Regions from separate parts of the Mus musculus genome. Here region 2 is linked to region 1. The links are chromatin contacts, called in public Hi-C maps. All regions are on one chromosome and are shown on one strand. The core of a region is the stretch at or near the end of the contact, and the rest is flanking DNA. Distances in the headings are between cores, read along the strand shown. Region 1 holds the start of Pcsk1n (proprotein convertase subtilisin/kexin type 1 inhibitor). Region 2 overlaps Ftsj1 (FtsJ RNA methyltransferase homolog 1 (E. coli)).

Region 1 (6,327 bases), core at 2,471-4,970:
GTGCTTGGATTGAAGGTGTGCGCCACCACCCATCTTACACTAGTTTTCTATTACTACAAATCTCAACTTGTAGTCAGGACAGAGAAGAAACCTTAGGTTGCATCCCCAGGACTACGAAGCAACAAACAATAGTAAATAGGCAGGGTCTTTTGGGGGGGGCGGGGAAGGGAGGTCAGAAGTAAGGGTTTAGGGCTGGGATGGGAAATTGGGGCTCAATAGGAAAGCATTTGCTTAATATGTTCAAAGCCTTGGACCCCATTCCCACCCCTCCCGAGATGGATGGGGGGCGGGAGGGAGGAAGGGAGGAAGAGAAGTCAGGGCTGACTTAGTTGTGTTTCCTACTAAGATTCTCTCAAAGTGGAGTCACAGTATTGGTTGGGACTACAGTATCATCTGAGGCACAACCAGGAAAGTAGTCACTTCCAAGGTCTTTAGAATTATAAAACATATAGAAAGGAGAGCTTCAGTTTCCTACTGGATGCCCAAGGAATCCTTAGCCCATTATGCCTTAGCTCCTATAGTCCAGCCAGAGAGCTTGTAACCTTTGCTATTTAAGATGCCATAAGTCCTAAAGAGCAAGTTCCAGGGCAGCCAGGGCTACAACAGAGAAGCTCTGTCTCAAAAAACAGACAAACAACAAAAACAAAAAACAAGATACCCCAGTGGCTGCTTGCCTTATCAAGTTAGGAGTCTCCTTAGCAAAGGGTTATTTCATCTTATCGTTAATATATACGTTTGTTACATATAACCTGCTACTTGTAGTCACATATACACTCGATGGGACTAGATTATATAAGTAAAAGACATGGACACCAAGAGGTGGGGGAAATGGAAGCCATCTCAAGTGTGTGTCTGTTATATTGGTGTTTAATCCTCAGGTCCATAAAGAAATACACTTTTTTTTTTGTATGTGATTTGAGGCAGAGTCTCCTATGCAGTTCTGGCTGGCCTTGCTCTTATGTAAATCTAACTAGCCATAGACTTGCAACAGCACCAGTCCTTCTGCCTTGGCCTTCCAAGGGCTGGTATTACAGCTGTGTATGACCAAGCCAGACTTTCATAAAAGTAGCCAGGAAAGGATTTGCATTGTGTTGTCATCTGTGATCCTGGGAACATACAGACAAATCAACAGATCAGCTATCTATGCCTTAGACCACAGAGGTGCATCTTTCTTTTGCCCATTTTTTTCTTTTAGATAGGGTCTTGTATACATTCTAGGCTGTGCTGGAACTCACTATCCGCCAGCCTCAGCTCCCCAAGTGCTGGAATTACAGGAGTGCACCAGTGGACTGGCTCTTTGCTTCACTTTTATTATTTATTTTACTTGTTTTTAGTTTTTAGTTTTTGAGACAGGGTCTCTCTGCGTAGCACTGGCTGACCTGAAACTCTCTACGTAGACCAGGCTGGCCTTGAATTAACAGAACTTCCTGCTTCTACCTCCTGAGTGCTGGGATAAAAGGGGTATGCCACTATGCCTGGCTCTCCTTCACATTTAATCTATGCCATGTCATCATATGTTGTTTTAATTTCACTTTATTTTTTTTAGTTTTAATTCTCAATGAAAATATATAGATTTTTGCAGCAGCGTGTTCTAATCATAACTTTATTTTCCAGTAAAGGAAGATATAGCAACCACTGGTTCTGTATCCAGAACGACGCACTGTCAGCATTGCCCTCTCCAGGGTTTCCCCCTTTGGGATACACACACTGATTTTATCAGAATCCTCTGGGTTTGGTGCTGATGTTCAAATCCAGCTATAGAAATGCTTCACTAGTGAGCTACATTCCCAGTCTTTGATGGATCATTCCAGTGTTTTGGGTTCTTGTGGTTGTTGTTTGGCTGTTCTTTAAGAACATGGTTTCTCTTTGCAGCCCAGATTGCTTTGGAACGAACTTTCTTTCTTTCTTTCTTTCTTTCTTTCTTTCTTTCTTTCTTTCTTTCTTTCTTTCTTTCTTTCTTTCTTTCTTTTAACATACATTTATTTATTTGTTTGTTTATATGTGAGTACACTGTAGCTGTCTCCAGATGCACCAGTAGAGGGCATCAGATCTCATTACGGGTGGTTGTGAGCCACCATGCGGTTGCTGGAAATTGAACTCACGACCGTGCTCTTACCCACTGTGCCATCTCTCCAGCCCAGCTTTGGAACTTTCTATGTAGACCAGGTTGACCAGGAACTCAGCAGAGATCTGCCTGCTTCTGCCTTCTGAGTGCTGGGATTAAAGGCCAGTGATAGCACGCCCAGCTGATGGTTTATTTATTTGTTTTATTTCTATTTTTCTTGGTGAACTCCAAGCATGAACGTGCTCTACGAATAATCTCTATCCCGCTCTACCTCTCCTGATTGAGACATTATCTAGCTGCTAGATATCCTTGAACGCCCTGTGTGGCCCAAACTGACCTTAAACTTATGACCCTCCTGCCTCTGCCTCCTGGTACCAAGGAAGGTTACAGGAATGTGCCAACCATTCCTGGGTTGGGGACGTTTTGTCTCTTCCTATGGTGGTGGCATGGAACTCGTGTTTATGCTTTACCGCAGAGCTTGGGCTTCTCTCTCCAGCCCCCTTCCCTCTTGCCCCACTGGGGATTCGTGCTGGGCAAGACCCCTTTGATGGAGCTACCCACTCAAATCCCCCTTTTCACTTTTGATTTTGCGATAGGATCTCATTACATTGTACAGGCTGGCCTTAAACTATTTGTGTGTTTTTGCTGGTCTAGAGCCTGCTTTGTGTGGGGCACAGCATTTTATGACTTTAATCCCAGCCCTCAGGAGGCAGATCTGCACATCTCTGTCAATTCAAGGCTAGCCTAGATTACATAGTAAGTTCTTGGACAGCCACGGGGCTATGTAGAGAACTGTTCAAAGGAAAAAAGAAGGCTACATCATAGATGAGGGCTGCACTGCCACACCCAGTTTATGGGGTGCCCAGAATCAAACCTAGGGCTTTGTATATGCTAGGCAAAAACTGTACCAGATGAACTACATCCCTAGACTGTTGAACTAGATGTAGTCCAGACAGGCCTTGAAGTGGAGAACCTTCTTCTTTAGCCTCCCAAGTGGTTGGGGATGGCAAGCCTGTGCCACTAGGCCTGGCTCTTTCAACCTTTTGTTGTATCATTTAAAAAACATTTACATATTTGTTGTGTGTGAGTAGGGGTGCACAATTGCCACAGAATACCTGTGGAAACGAGAGCACAGTGAGAGAAATGAAATGAAGGGAGCATTTAGTAAGCTCCTACTTAATATCACGCCTGTAGATCTTTAAGTGTCATTCTGAGGTTGCAGTTGTTAGTAATAGCTTTATTCTGGCATGAGGCTAATCCATAGCAATATGAACTGAGCTGCCAGTGGCCATGTCATCTGGGTTCATTTCTCTGTGAACATCGTGGTCCACAGCATGCAGCCAGTAATTGTTTATCCATCAAACAAGAGTATAGTCTGTTGTCTCCCCAAGGACAGAGACCAGAGCCTGATTTCAGCCCACTGAGTCAATTTCCCTTGTCTGTCTGGTAATTCAACAGCAAGGTCTATTGCCCTAGCAACTGCCCTTATACTGCCATGGCAACCGCCAGTGCAGACTTCTGTTCTCCACTTTGCCCCTTGGACATCTCCATGGCGATGCGCAGGATGAAGAGAAGGCCAGAGCCCTAATTCTGCGCCTGCGTACAGTAGGAGACAGTGGGGCGGGAGTGGGGGGGACGGGGACGCGGGGAGGGGGCAGGCTCCTGGATGTGCGCAGCCGCAGAGCGCTGCTGCTGTGCCTAATACCCATCGCTGCGCACTTGACAGCCAGTCCGCCCGTCCGGAGCCCGGCTCGTTGGGGCAGCATGGCGGGGTCGCCGCTGCTCTGCGGGCCGCGGGCCGGGGGCGTCGGCATTTTGGTGCTGCTGCTCTTGGGCCTTCTGAGGCTGCCCCCCACCCTGTCAGCGAGGCCCGTGAAGGTGCGACCTCAGTCAGCAGGGGGTGGGGGTGGGGTGGGGAGGAAGATGGGGGAAAGTGTTAATGAGGTATTTTCACAGGTATGCGCATAGGGCTTGGCTAGGGTGACCTGGCCTGCAGCTGACAGCCCCGCGCAGGCCAGGGGCAGTTTCAGGATGTGAGGATGATGTTGTTCAGGGCGCCCTGCCCATCCCTCAGCATCTGGGGCCTGGTTTAATCTCGATCCACGGGTGGCCCGTGGAGCTGTCCGTGGCACTAGGGTGTATTCAGAAAAGATATCTAAGCCTGTGATGTGATGACCGAAGTGTATAGGCATTGTTTCTTTTCAGTGTGACCTTTGGTTTGACTGCCCCTGAATGCCCTACAATACTAGGGATGCTTCTGGTTGACTTTTTGCGGGCCTGGTTGCTTTCTTAGTGGTACAGTGTGTATATTTGTGAATTCTTATGGGTGGTGACGTAGTATATGGGCGTATCTTTCTGTGTACTTGTGTGTTTCTGTGTTCATTTGTTTTTATTTTAGAAGGAGTGGTCCTTGTACCTTGGGGTACATATTTCATGGTGGCTTGGGTAAACTGAGTACTTGGGTTCTTCTACGTGCATCCACGAGACAGTTTCCTTTTTTTTCTTCTTCTTCTTTGTGGAGCTGTGTCATTGCAGGGAAAGAAGCCATGATGTCTCTGCATTGTGTTTTTAAAGACGATGCATGTCCTTGGTTGGCTCAGGTAGAGTAACTGAAGATCATTTCGCCAACAGGAATGTACACACAGGCACGAAAAAAAGACCACTTCTCGCAGTGGATATGGCAGTGTTGGGTTAAAATGTGTGACATTTTAAGGGCTGTGTGTGTGTGTGTGTGTGTGTGTAGGGATTGCTGGTGGGTGATTTCCCCGGCGCTGAGAGTGGTGGGTGCTGATCAAGGGCACGTGGAGCAGCTTGCTCCTCTACCTCTTCAAAGCTGTTGAGAGATCAGAGGAGAATTTTTAAAACCATTTGATAGCCTCGCGCCCCCCATAGGCATTACCTTCTATTTTCCACCCATTGAGTCCGTTCTTTGCTTTGCAGCTCATCTTTAAACGACCCATTGTTTCATTCCTCCTGCTTCTGGAACATCCGAGAAATGCAATCAAGCTAGGCATCTGCTTCCTGATGGTCACTAGGGGTCACTAAGAAGTCCTTGGCTTTGATAGACTTAGGTCATCTGCAGTGGGATTCTAGAATTTGCCTTTGTGTGTGTGTGTGAGATTCATTTATATTGAAGTGTACAGTTATAGTTAATTTATTGGTGCGCATTATCATCTTCCATGTGTGTATCATGAGTATCCTACTAAGTCATTGTTTATTTCCGTGCTGTTCTTTCCTTCACCCCACCCCCTACTTTTATGCTGTTATAAAAATGCTGCTGTGATGTTTCAAGAATTTACATCCTGCAGGCTGACTGTAACACCCAACCCATTCTTCTCTTGAGACACAGGCAATTTCTCTTTCAAAATGATTTTTGCAAAATTTTGTTTTGTTTCTTGAGGTAGGATTTCTCTCTGTAGTCCAGGCTGCCCTGGAGCTCCCTTTGTAGAGGAGGCTGGCCTGAAACTCAGGGATCTGCCTGCGTAGGCTGGGAATTAAAGGCGTGAACTCTCCCACACCTGGCTTATTTTTGCAAGTTTAATTTCCAACAGAGAAATGTTATAGTGTTATTCCAAACCTGGCACCTGCCCCAACCCCCCCCCCAAAAAAAACGAAGAAGAGAAAAGAAACTAACGGTAACAGCATAGCATCCAGAGGATTCAGGACAAGTTTTGAGATTGTGTGAATCCTAGAGGTGTTCTAGTGGTCTGAAGTGCCCTTGGAGATATTTAGGGGTTTCCCGGGACCTTAGACACGATAGGAATTTTGGAGGGGCCCAGTGAATGAGGTGGTCATTGAAAATCCATGGAGCCCCACCCCTAGTTGTGCATCTCTGGCCAGACAATGACGATATTTTTTTCCTTCACCCCATCTTCTCACAGGAGCCCCGCAGTCTGAGCGCAGCATCCGCGCCCTTGGTTGAGACGAGCACTCCCCTCCGCTTGCGTCGGGCCGTGCCCCGAGGAGAGGCGGCGGGTGCGGTGCAGGAGCTGGCGCGGGCGCTGGCGCACCTGCTGGAGGCCGAGAGACAGGAACGCGCGCGTGCTGAGGCGCAGGAGGCTGAGGATCAGCAGGCGCGTGTCCTGGCGCAGCTGCTGCGCGCCTGGGGCTCTCCGCGTGCCTCGGACCCGCCCTTGGCCCCCGACGATGACCCGGACGCTCCAGCTGCACAGCTCGCCCGTGCTCTGCTCCGAGCTCGCCTAGACCCGGCCGCCCTGGCAGCCCAACTTGTCCCCGCCCCTGCCGCTGCGCCGCGACCCCGG
Region 2 (6,327 bases), core at 990-3,489, 320 kb after region 1:
CATGCTGATGGCATCTGTTTTTGCTTCCGGACTGGCTAGAACTACAGGTGTGTGCTACCACAACCAGACCAGTTCTGAGTTTTCACAATAAAAAACAAGTTGGGTAATCAGCACCACACAGCCAGAGGAGTCTGTTACAACCAAATGATTCATGCCTGCACTGTGTGCACAAAGCCCTGCCCCAGTGGCTAAGTGTCAGTCCTTTCTATGGCCTACAAGGGGCTGCAGCTATCCCACCTCCTTCTAAAATGTGGTATTTTCACTCACATTTAGTTTTGGCTAATTTCCATCCTTGTCTGCATATTGCTGCCTCCTCCTCGCTGTGCCCTTTCACCACAAGCACTCCCTGTCCTCTCTCCCCATCTTCTGTGTTACTTTCCCCACTCTCTGCCTTTCAAAGCTTTCCCCTTCTCATGGACACCTTTCCACTTCCACAGCCTTTGCCCACATTTACTCTGGCTTAGAGACACACACCTAATGCAAGCTAGGATCCACACAGGAGTGCAAAGGAGGCGGCATATTTGTCTTACTTGCCTTAGTGTTTTCCAGTGCCACCATATCTCTTGCAAATTTCATCTCTGGGGGCTGGCGAGATGGCTCAGCGATTAAGAGCACTGACTGCTCTTTGGAAGGTTCTGAGTTCAAATCCCAGCAACCACATGCTGGCTCACAACCACCCGTACTGAGATCTGATGCCCTCTTCTGGTGTGTCTGAAGACAGCTACAGTGTACTTACATATAATAAATCTTTGGGCTGGAGCGAGCAGAGGTCCTCAGTTCAATTCCCAGCAACCACAAGATGGTTCACAATCATCTGTACAGCTACAGTGTACTCATATACATAAAAATAAATAAATCTTAAAAAATTATCTCTCTTTACAGCTGAATAAAAATCTATTGTATAAATATACTACCATTTTCTTGCTATTATGAATACAGAGCAGCCCGAATATGGAGGGTGCACACCTTTAATCCCAGCACTTGGGAGACATGCAGGTGGAGCTCTGTGAGTTCGAGACCAGCCTGGTCCATAGATTGAATTCCAGGACAGCCAGGTCTGCACAGAGACTCTGTCTCAAGAAACCAAACAAAGGAAATACAAATGGCCAATAATCTTTCAGTTTGCTTGTTTTATTTTATTGAGACAGGATTTCTCTGTGTAGCATTGGCTGTCCTGAAACTTGCTCTGTAGACCAGGCTAGTCTCCAAATCACAGAGATCTGCAGGCTCCCAAGAGCTAGGCTTAACAGTGAGCCCTGCCACCACCCAGGTATTAACTCTATGTGAAGTATATAGCTGGCAAAAATTGTCTCCCACTGTATACAGAATGTCTGTTCACTCTGCTGGAGCACAGAAGCCCTTTAATTCTAAGTAATCCAATCTACCCAGTCTTTAAAGATGTATTTCACTTATATGTGTGTGTTTTTTCTGTCTGTTTTATATACTACATGTAATATCTGGTGCTCAAGGAGGTCAGAAGAAAGCATCAGACCTGGAGCTGGAGTTATGGGTGTTTTTCAGATACCTTGAGAGTGTTGGAAATTGAACCCAGGTCTTCTGCAAGAACAACAAATGCTCTTTTTTTTTTTTTTTTTTAAATTTTTATTTTTTTTATTTTATTTTTTTTAAGATTTATTTATTTATTATATGTAAGTACACTGTAGCTGTCCTCAGACACTCCAGAAGAGGGAGTCAGATCTCCTTACGGATGGTTGTGAGCCACCATGTGGTTGCTGGGATTTGAACTCCTGACCTTCAGAAGAGCAGTCGGGTGCTCTTACCCACTGAGCCATCTCACCAGCCCCAACAAATGCTCTTAAAGTGGAGCCATCTCTCCAGATTCTCAATTCTTGAGCTTTTTTTTTTTTTGTGCTATTGGGTTCCATTCAGGCATTTCTTGCTCCTCCTATAGGCCCTCTCTGATCTCATGTCGCACCACTGGTCCTCAGGTTGACTGTTCCAGCTCCATCCCTCATCTCTGCGTGCTGCTCATGGAATAGGGCAAGCACAAGGTTTCCCCTTCCTTTGCCTGGATCACTTGCCCCACCGATACAACTCCTAAGAGTCAAAGCCCAGAACAGGGACACTTGTGGAGCTCTTTCCCGGGCACTGCGGAGTTGCTGTGGCAATGGGTGTGGGCGTAGAAGCATCTGTGATTGAATGCCCTTCCTGTGGACCCTCCAGACATGCATTCCTGAGGTCAGATAGCCTGGGCTGTGGACATTCCTGTGGTCACATTGATTGGAATGAAAATCATCATCTTGGATTAAACCATTGTAGTGTGAACACCTCTAGACAGAGTGGGGTGCAGACATTCCGGGCATCACAGAGAGAGGCGTGGTCAGAGACCAAAGTGCAGGCGCACAGGAATACGAGGGTTTGTAAAGACATTGGATTAGGCCACAGAAGACGGCACCCTGTAGCTTAGGGCGTGCATGTCAGCTGCTGCCTGTCGGGCTCTAGGGAGACTAGAAAACAAGTCTCCCTCCCACACCCGCTTATACTGGTAGTGCTGGGCATACAATTCAAGGACTTGTACATGTTAGCTAAGCGTGAAGAAAAGACTGTCAACCTAAAAAACTTTGGTCTGGTAAAATCAGGCATCGCGAAACATGCCTTTAATGTGGACTTGGGAGGTACGGATGGGAGGGAGAATCTCTGTTTCTTTGTTTTTTTTTTTTTGTTTTTTTTTTGTTTTGTTTTTTTGTTTTTTGAGACAGGGTTTCTCTGTGTAGCCCTGGCTGTCCTGGAACTCACTTTGTAGACCAGGCTGGCCTCAAACTCAGAAATCTGCCTGCCGAGTACTGGGATTAAAGGCGTGCGCCACCACGCTCAGCTTGGATCTGTATTTCAATGTCATTCTTGGGTATACAGTGAGTTTGAGGCCAGCCTTGGCTACATGAGACCCTTTCTCAACAAAATAAAGCAAAACTAGAGCAAAAATTGTTTGAGAAATCCTTTGGAAATCTGGGATTATAGTACTACTACATTTGGCTTCACCTTTTGTTTTGCTTTGTTTTGTTTTTGAAAAGGGCCTAGCTATACTGTCCACATTGGCCTTGCAGTTCTAGGCTTGAGGGTTTTCATTTTAGGCACCCAAGTAGCTAGGACTATAGGTGGTGGTAGTACTACATCCAACTATCAGGCTTTGTGTGTGTGCTAGTGAAATTGGAACCCAGGGCCTTATGCATACGAGGCAAGGACCTACCTACCGCATCCGCATCCTCAGCCCATCACAGGACGTCTTTGAAGGCACACCTGCATATGCACACAAACACGTCTGAATGATGAGGAAAGCAGACTATGCTGAAATACAGTTATCACCTTACATTTGAATAAAACTGGAAGACAGTAGCTAGGTTTGGTGGCACAGGCCTGTAATCTCAGCACTCAGGGAACTGACACAGGAGGATTTTGAGTTTTAAGGGCGGTGTAGCCTATATGGGAGGATGTCTTACAAATACCTGCCCAGCCAATCACCCAATTGGGATGCGGTAATAGATGAGATGTCTAATTATAGGATTAATTTATAAAATCAACTATCATTCAAAGTGGTGAGAAATATGAGCAGTATTTCAGATGTCTGTGAACTGTCATATAAAAAAGTAAGCAACGTGCATATGTAGGGTTTTTCCTGTTTTGATTTATTGCCAATATTTGTTAACTGGGACTAAAGCTGAACTTCCGTCATAGTGACAACATTCACGCTTTCCTCCATCATGTTTGGTGGAGGTTGCTGACGTTTGACCATAGGAAGAACCAGTGCTTTGGGGGAATTCCTGGGCCTTCTAGGACATTCCAGGAGAGGTTTGGAGAAGAGGAATGTGCTCACAGTCTCAACAAATCCTTCCTGCAGTTCTGAGGACTTCTTCACCATTTCTTTGTCATGATGGAGGTGTTATAGATTCTCACTCTAGGTCGGTCTGTTCAGTCCCCATAGATGACATCTGCAAACAAACTCATCAAGCCAGCTTCTAGTTGTCTTGGCAGGCAGCAGCTTTTGGGCTGTATTAGTTTGATTTTTCCTGCAAACTCTAACATAAAGGGAAATGTATATATATATTTAAAAAAACCCACACGTGTCAAAGGTTAACTACAAGTAGTACTTCATTCTCATTGCTGTGTAGCTCCTCACTGTGACCAGGCAAGGACTGAACAGGAGGGCCATAGGCATTCAGGAACTAATTTGTTGGGCTGGAGAGGTGGCTCAGCGGTTAAGAGCACTGACTGCTCTTCCAGAGGTCCTGAGTTCAATTCTCAGCAACGACATGGTGGCTCACAACCACCTGTAATGGGGTCTGATTCTTCTGATGTGTCTGAAGAGAGCTACAGTGTACTCATGTACATAAAATAAATAAATAATATAAAAAGGGGAAAACCCCTCAATTTTAAAAGAACTAATTTGTCTAAAAATTTTCTTTTACAGTTATTTATTTTGTATACGTGTGCAAGTGCCGACAACAATGCTGGGGAGTCAGTTCTCCTTCTACTGTATGGGTTACAAGGATTAAACTGGTTGGCCATTGGGCTTGGCAGGGAGTCTTTTCCTTCTACTTCATCTCTGGATCCTTCCCCGGGCAAGCCCCATCACTGACATACAGCCCACCCGCTTTGGAGTTTGGTTTGTTTTTGTTTTGCTTAAGACGGGGTCTTACTATGTAGCCTAGGCTGGACTGTCGCTTATGTACTAGGGTCAAAGGCCTGTGTCACCACACCTGGCCTGCTTCAGTTTAAAAAAAAAGATTTTATTTATGTTCATTTTATGTGTATGACTGTCTTGCCTCCATACATGTATGTAAATGCATTTCATGTGTGCTTGGTAAATATGGAGGGCAGAAGAAAGCACCTGATATCCTGGAATCAGAATTACAGACAGTTGTGAGCTGCCATGTGGTGCTGGGCACTGCACCCTGATTGTCTGAATGGGCAGCAAGTGATCTTAACCACTGAGCTGTCTTTCTAATTAAGTTTTTTTTGTTTTTGAGATTACTTGTTTAATTATTTTATGTGCATGGGTGTTTTGCCTTGCATATCTGTGTACCATGTTGTGCCTGGTGCATTAGGTAGGTGTGAGCCCCTGGGTTTCATTCTGTAGCCCTGGTTGTCCTGAATTTACTATATAGACCAGGCTGGCCTTGAACTCAGAGATCCGCCTGCCTCTGCCACCTGGGTGCTGGGATCAAAGGTGTGTACCGCCATCCCTGGTCGGTGTCTCAATTTTTTGTTGGTTTTTATTTTTTAGTAGATTTATTTATTTATTTTTATATGAGTACACTGTAGCTGTCTTCAGACACACTAGAAGAGGGAATTGGATCCCATTACAGATGGTACTGAGCCACCATGTGGTTGCTGGGAATTGGACTCAGGACCTCTGGAAGAACAGTCAGTGCTCTCAACTGCTGAGCCATCTCTCCAGCTCATGTTTCAAATTTTTAAGGTGCCCTTTATACCAGAAGACTTAAATGTGGGTAACTTGCTAAGCCATGGTCAGAAAAGGATGTCTCCTAATGGCTAGACTAAGTCCACCCTACTACAGAGCAGCTGGCTTCTTCTATTTCAGGTAGTTTTAACCTTGAATTCTGCTGTGCCCTTTTCCCTGCAATGTTCTTCCCCTAGATAAACCCACAAGTCCCCACACCTCAATCCCCTCCATGGTTTCTTTACCTCAGAAAGGTCTTTTAGAAAACATGCTTGCTGGGCAGTGGTGGCACACGCCTTTAATCCCAGCACTTGGGAGGCAGAGACAGGCGGATTTCTGAGTTCGAGGCCAGCCTGGTCTACAAAGTGAGGTCCAGGACAGCCAGGGCTATACAGAGAAACCGTGTCTCGAAAAAACAAAAAAAAAAGAAAACATGCTTTTATTTTTTATTTCCTTTTCTCACAGGATCTCTACATAGCCCTGGCTGTCAACTTGCATGTAGACTAGGCTGGCCTTGAAATAGCAATCCTGGTGCCCCTGCCTCCCACCTGCCTGGCTAGAAAAAGACTTTCAAAATTCTAAACTCCTGTCTGCATTCTCTGACTTCCTCCATTTTGTTCTACTTTTCCTGCCTTCCATAGCCAGTATTCCTTTTACATGTGCAGCCATGCATTTCAGTGACAGGGCGTCTCTGTGGGAAATACACCTTGGGTGTTTTTGTTATTGTATAAAAATAAGCCGGTATCTTAGGAGACCATTGTTTCTGTAGCACACTGTACACACAGGCAAATACAAATTACAACGTATAAATCCCGGCTCTTTGTCTCCTGCTGGTTCTCTAAACCCAGAGTGCCTGCAAAATATTCATTCAGTAAATATTTATCAACCCCCTCAACAGGTAGTAGCGA

What was found. Hi-C and Micro-C count contacts between places; a contact is called where the count stands out from the background.
Region 2: a contact with region 1 is called in a Hi-C map of myocytes, with 2.8 times the contacts expected there. The contact joins the enhancer-like site here to the promoter of Pcsk1n in region 1. A contact is called at or near these places in 4 of 39 promoter capture datasets (embryonic stem cells, hippocampal neurons, pre-B cells and 1 more), 1 of 484 Hi-C or Micro-C datasets (myocytes) and 1 of 9 other capture datasets (liver).

The regions. Positions count from the first base shown.
Region 1 is chrX:7,916,102-7,922,428 of GRCm38.p6, forward strand. It overlaps Pcsk1n (proprotein convertase subtilisin/kexin type 1 inhibitor), which reads left to right and starts at 3,721. Exons shown (of 3, transcript NM_013892.3): 1 at 3,721-3,943; 2 at 5,947-6,327. The coding sequence starts at 3,830.
Region 2 is chrX:8,236,797-8,243,123 of GRCm38.p6, forward strand. Ftsj1 (FtsJ RNA methyltransferase homolog 1 (E. coli)) reads right to left here. Exons shown (of 13, transcript NM_001290430.1): 13 at 1,872-4,034. Among named protein-coding and RNA genes, the nearest start is that of Ftsj1, 12 kb to the right of the region's middle. Within about 2 kb of position 2,240, at least 53 of the 459 cell types and tissues checked have an H3K27ac peak or open chromatin away from gene starts, as enhancers often do. A contact at or near this core is called in embryonic stem cells, myocytes and stem cell-derived epiblast-like cells, where this site is marked.